2 separate regions of the Sus scrofa genome follow, and region 2 is linked to region 1. Evidence: chromatin contacts called from public promoter capture Hi-C data. All regions are on one chromosome and are shown on one strand. The core of a region is the stretch at or near the end of the contact, and the rest is flanking DNA. Distances in the headings are between cores, read along the strand shown. Region 1 holds the start of CDC14B (dual specificity protein phosphatase CDC14B). Region 2 overlaps CDC14B (dual specificity protein phosphatase CDC14B).

The links. Promoter capture Hi-C pulls out the DNA fragments that hold promoters and counts their contacts.
Region 2: a contact with region 1 is called in a promoter capture Hi-C map of liver, with 1.9 times the contacts expected there. The contact joins the enhancer-like site here to the promoter of CDC14B in region 1. A contact is called at or near these places in 2 of 5 promoter capture datasets (fetal liver and liver) and 5 of 47 Hi-C or Micro-C datasets (embryonic fibroblasts, epiblast stem cells, fetal liver and 2 more).

Annotation. Positions count from the first base shown.
Region 1 is chr10:25,470,721-25,473,470 of Sscrofa11.1, reverse strand. CDC14B (dual specificity protein phosphatase CDC14B) reads right to left here and starts at 1,495. Exons shown (of 15, transcript XM_021064578.1): 1 at 1,244-1,495. The coding sequence starts at 1,403.
Region 2 is chr10:25,531,185-25,533,933 of Sscrofa11.1, reverse strand. All of the region lies in intron 5 of CDC14B (dual specificity protein phosphatase CDC14B), which reads right to left. Among named protein-coding and RNA genes, the nearest start is that of CDC14B, 61 kb to the right of the region's middle. Within about 2 kb of position 1,338, at least 1 of the 83 cell types and tissues checked has an H3K27ac peak or open chromatin away from gene starts, as enhancers often do. A contact at or near this core is called in liver, where this site is marked.

The sequences.
Region 1 (2,750 bases), core at 246-2,745:
GCGCTACGGGACACCCGGGCAGGTGCCCCCAGAGACACGTATTTAAGGCCTTCTTGCCTCCCTCCTCGGTTCCCAAGGGCCATCCACTCAACGCCGAGGCACCTTCCACTCTACTCTCAGCTTTCTGCAAAATGGACCTTCTGTGTCCCACTGTCCATCCACTTAGAAAATAATTTCTACTAAAATTCTGTGTTTGAACACTTTCTAAATTAATGTCCTGACCGCTCCAGCTCACCTGGTTTTAGCAAAGGCTAAGGGCGGGAAACAGTTTATAAAAATCCCACACACCGAGGTTTCCACATTCCGCGCCACACGAAAACAGACTGCAAAATCCCTCAAAATTGTAGACAGCTGTGCTGTTTACAAAGCCTTACCACATACATCCTCATATTTAATGCCTTCACAGTCCTCAGTGTCAATCCTGGCAAACCCCACAGCTCCCAAACTGGATTTATTACATTTTCAGGAATTGTACAATCAGCACTAATAATAAGGCATCTATCAAACGGCTGCTTTTCTACCTGCTATTTCTCAAAAGTGACAACTCTGAGCATTCGGCACGCTGACCGATTCAAAAGCCATCAACGTGACACATTCCTTCCAGAAGCAAGGCAAGGGAATTTTCCCCAGGAGGGTCTGGGCAGTGCTCGTGCGCGCACTGGGGAGGGGGCAAGTGCCTTGAGGACCAGGGCAAGGATCAGGCTCCCCGGCCGGGCCGGGGAACGCCGCCCCAGGCGGGAGGGACTCCATTTCCCACAGAGCAGCGGAGGCTTGGCAAACGCCAAATAAACAAGGCAGCTCCCGTGCAGGCGAGTTCAGCGCGCTCGGGGAATCCTTTGGGAGTGACTCGGAGGTTCAGACTCTTGTTAAGGGCCAACCGACCTTCCAACCTGGGAGGCGTTATCAACTTGGATTTAGGAAAAGCCGGAGGCGCCGAGCTGACGCCAGCCATTTAGAAAGGTGACCCTCGGGCCATCTTGGCTGGGGTAGGAGGGTGCAAAACGGATAAAGTTACAGATCGCAGCAAACGCAGATGGAAACTCGGGGTAGGCGGGCGCTCCCAGAGAGCCCGGCTCCTGAAGGGGGTGTGGCCGGCTGGGGCTTTTATGGGGTGGGGGGTGGAGGCGTGTCAGTCGGGCCCCAGGAGGCGCCTATACCGCCTGGGTGGGTGGGCTAGGACCCCCGCGCCGGGTGCCGCGTGTCCGAGGCGGCCCACCGTGCGCTCGCTCGCTCGCTGGCTCACCGGTGATGTCCAGGTACAGGTCGTCCCGTTGGTCCAGGTTGTGCAGTTCCTGCGACGTGGAGCTGCGGCTCTTCTTCACTCCCTGCGAGGACGACGAACACCGCCGCGAGCAAGGGGGCGCGGCGGCCCAGCTCGGCCGCCGCTCGCTCTTCCGCTTCATGGAGGCGGCCGCGGCCCGTCAGGGGACCACGACCATGGCCCCGCGCGCCCGCTAGCCCGCCAAAGCCCCCGCCAGCCCCGCGCGCGGGCGCTCGGGGCGGCGGGCGCGGAGGGGCGCTGCGGCGACGGCGGAGCCCGGCGCGGGTGGCCGCGCAGGAGCCGGAGGAGGGGCCGGGCCCACCGCGCCTGCCCCGCTCCCTCCTGCGGCCGCCGCGGGACCGGCGCCGCAGCCCTTGGTATAGCGCCTCCTGCTGCTGCTGCTGCGGGCGCCCCCCAGCCCGCCCCCAGGTGCCCGCTGCCCGCTGGCGCGGCGGAGGCGACGGTGCTGCGGCCGGCGCCAGGGGCTGCCCGGGGTAACCGCGCGCGCCCACCGCAGCTGCAGACGCTGCTGCCGAGGCGCCCGAGCACAGCGGGCCGCGGCTCCCAGGGACCCCAGGAGGGCTGTTCCGTGGAGCTTCATTCACAAAAAAGGGCCCACAACCCTCCTCGGGGCCCGCAGACTGAGTCCTTTCATTGGTCAGTGAGTCGTGACGTCACGGAGACGGAGCTTTTCTACAGGCAGGTAGCCGGTGACGCCATAAAGAAAAGTCTGAGTGGTTCCGCCAATCAAAGATAAAAGTGCACTCGCGACCCTCCGCAAGCCCTCTAACTTCTGTTTCTTCTATGTTCCCAGAATGCCAAGACCCCAGTTTCAAACTTCCTTTAGTGAGTCATCAACGCTTTACACAGCCTCTACCCTAGTAACTTAACTGCGGTTCTTTGGCGTGTATATTTTTTTAAGGTATTTCTTGGTTTTCCGTCTGTATCGCTCCAAGTCAAAGGGGCTCGTGCCATGGCGGCTGGCTTGGAAAAGAGAATGGACTTAGTGAATTGTCCGCTGTTATGTAGACTTAAGGTGGAGTTGATTTCAGAATTTAGGAACTATTTAAATCAGCTACGCTCTTTTTAGTGACCTATGCCCAGGATTCAAATAGTCCAAGCAAGAGCTTCTTAAGGAGTCGATAAAACTACCATAGAAACACGATATACTACAATGGTTTGCACTTCGAAGTTCGTCATCTTGGAATCCTGTACCGGGATTGACTCAGTAGTTTCATACACCAGTTGCTATGTTTTTCTTACCTAAGGTATTGACAGGTCCAGTCGGTGAAGTATTGAAACAAGTAATCAATCTCCTTTTTTTTTTTTTTTTTCTTTTTCCTACTGAGTTAAAATAATGACAGATCTTTCTAGAATTTAACCAAGACTAACATTTTGAAGGGTCTTTGCTTCGAACAAATATCCGTGGCGGCATAGAAAAGTGTCAGAAGACCGGTGGGCAGTATCTAGATTTTAGACCCCAAAATTC
Region 2 (2,749 bases), core at 89-2,588, 61 kb before region 1:
GGGAACTCCAGATTCTTTTTTTTAATAAAAGATGAAGAAAAGGAGTTCCCTGGTTACCTAGCAGTTAAAGGATCTGGTGTTGTCACAGCTGTGCGCTGTGGCTCAGGTTGGATCCCTGGTCTGGGAACTGCCACATGCCACAGGCTAATCCAAAAAAAAAGATAAAAAGGACAAAGATAGAGTCAGTCCACAGTCCATTTGGAATACTTCCTTCCTGAGTGCACTTCCTCCAGACTCTTTGTTTTTGTTTTAATATTACACCACCTTCTAAGGCAGTCATTAGAAAGCCTTATTATCTCCAAAATTCTCCAAACAACTCTAGAAAAAGTTATCAGGCCTAAAGACCAGTTTTTAGAGAATTCTCACGCATCTCTACAAAGTTTTAATCAAATTATGCAACGGGGGAGTTCCCATTGTGGCTCCATGGTTAACAAACCTGACTGGCATCCATGAGGACGCGGGTTCGATCCCTGGCCTCGCTCAGTGGGCTACCGATCCGGCGTTGCCGTGAGCTGTAGTGTAGGTCAAAGACGTAGCTCAGATCCCACATTTCTGTGGTTCTGGCATAGGCCGGTGGCTCCAGCTCCGAGATGACCCCTAGCCTAGGAACCTCCATATGCTGCTGGTACGGCCCTACAAGACAAAAAAAAGACCAAAAAAAAAAAAAAAAAAAAAAAGAATATGCAATAAATTTCAATCAGATCACACCTTCACTACTTACTCTTATGTTTAATCTCTTGGGGTATTCATATTACATCTCAACACTGTTTTGCTACTATTAAATCTCCTTTTCTTAGAAGTTTTCTCCTGTTTCCCCACCTAGCATCATTACAGCTCCACGCTTCTACTTTAGCCAGCCAGTCATGGCTGCAAAGACACCTGCTACAGCCAAGAACTGTAAAACCCCTGCCAAGCTGGCTTCTAACTGAACAGAAGAATGAATTCAAGTGGAAGTCCAAATTGCTTACCTGGCACTTTCCTAAGCAATCAAATCAGTGCTAACCTCAGAGTATAAAATCCTGGAAGGATTTCTAAATCTAAAATATATTAACTATAGAAAAAATAAACTTCCACGTGCCCAATAGAGCCACAAGCAAAGTCAAAAGGCCAACATCAAACTGGGAACAAAGTGCCAACAAATTTTCAATCAATATGCCGAAGGGGTCAGGGCTCTTTCACTAGTTATGGAAAACAACAGCAACAAGATCTAAAAAGAGACTTCTTATCTATAAAAGTATCCAGAGTTTTGTGTCTAAGATAACGCTCGGTTCCCACCATGCCCATGGCTACCCTCTGAGGGGTTATTTCACACTGAAGGCACCATATCTGGCTCAAGACCTCACCATTTTGGGGACATCTGTTCTGACCAGAGACAAATGACTGATGCCAAAGCAGCCCATGCAGAGCTTTGTGGGTTCTGCTCAGGAGAAGGTTTGTTTTTGTTTTGTTTTTTTGTCTTTTTGCCATTTCTTGGGCCCCTCCCACGGCAAATGGAGGTTCCCAGGCTAGGGGTCTAATCGGAGCTGTAGCTGCCAGCCTACGCCAGAGCCACAGCAACTCGGGATCCAAGACGCATCTGCGACCTACACCACAACTCATGGCAACGCCGGATCGTTAACCCACTGAGCAAGGGCAGGGATCGAACCCCCAACCCCATGGTTCCTTGTCGGATTCGTTAACCACTGCGCCACAACGGGATCTCCAGGAGAAGGTTATCTTAGGTGGAAGTGCTTCAAACATCCAGATTATCTCCTGGATGGTACAAAAACATTTACAGCTATACAAAGGGCCATTCTCCAGGGTGCTCTTCCATACTTTAAGTTGAGCACCAAGAATTCTGGCTGTGTTCCTTCTCCTGTAAAGCTGTCACGATCTACTCTAACCTATGGGGTTCCTCTCCCCAGTGACTGGCCAACTAATGGGATCAAATATCCCAGTTAAAAACAGCTACCTCTCCAGTCTCTCTTTCCTGGGACCCTGCATACATTCTGTCCACACCCCCACTCTCAGGATTTTTGCTGCCAAGCACAAAATACACCAGGAGGGATGATAAACACACAAAGAAAAGGAGTTCCTGCTGAGGCACAACAGGATCAGGTGGCACCTATAAAGCGCTGGGACATAGGTTTGATTCCCAACCAAGCACAGTGGGTTAAGGACCCGGTATGGCCACAACAGCAGTGTACGTCGCAACTGCAGCTCAGATATGCTCCCTAGCCCGGAAACTCCATATGCCAGGGGGTGGCCAAAAAGGGGGGGGAGGGGAGCAAAAAGCAAACAAAAGTCCCTATCTGGATACGCCTAAGAAATCAAATTTTAAGAGAAAAAAAATCTATAACCTGTGTTTCAGACATTAAGAGCTGACAGTAAAACTTAGTTATCTCAAACATTTCTCTCAATTATGTTTTTCTCTTTTTGACCATACCCACAGCATATGGAAGATCCCAGGCCAGGGATCAAATCCAAGCCACATCTGCAAACTATGCCACAGCTGCAGCATCACCAGATCCTCGACCCACTGTGCTGGGTCAGGGATCCAACCAGCAATGCCACAGAGACAAGCTGGATCATTAACCAACTGTGCGCCACAGCGGGAACTCCCTCTTCTCAATTACTTTTGTGAGCACAAATTAAAAAAAAAAAAAAAAAAAATACAAAAAGTTCTTAATCATTGTTGCTAATGGAATACCTTCAACATAGAAAAAGAAACTATGCAATTTTGAGGTGCAATTTCAACGAGTACCACCAA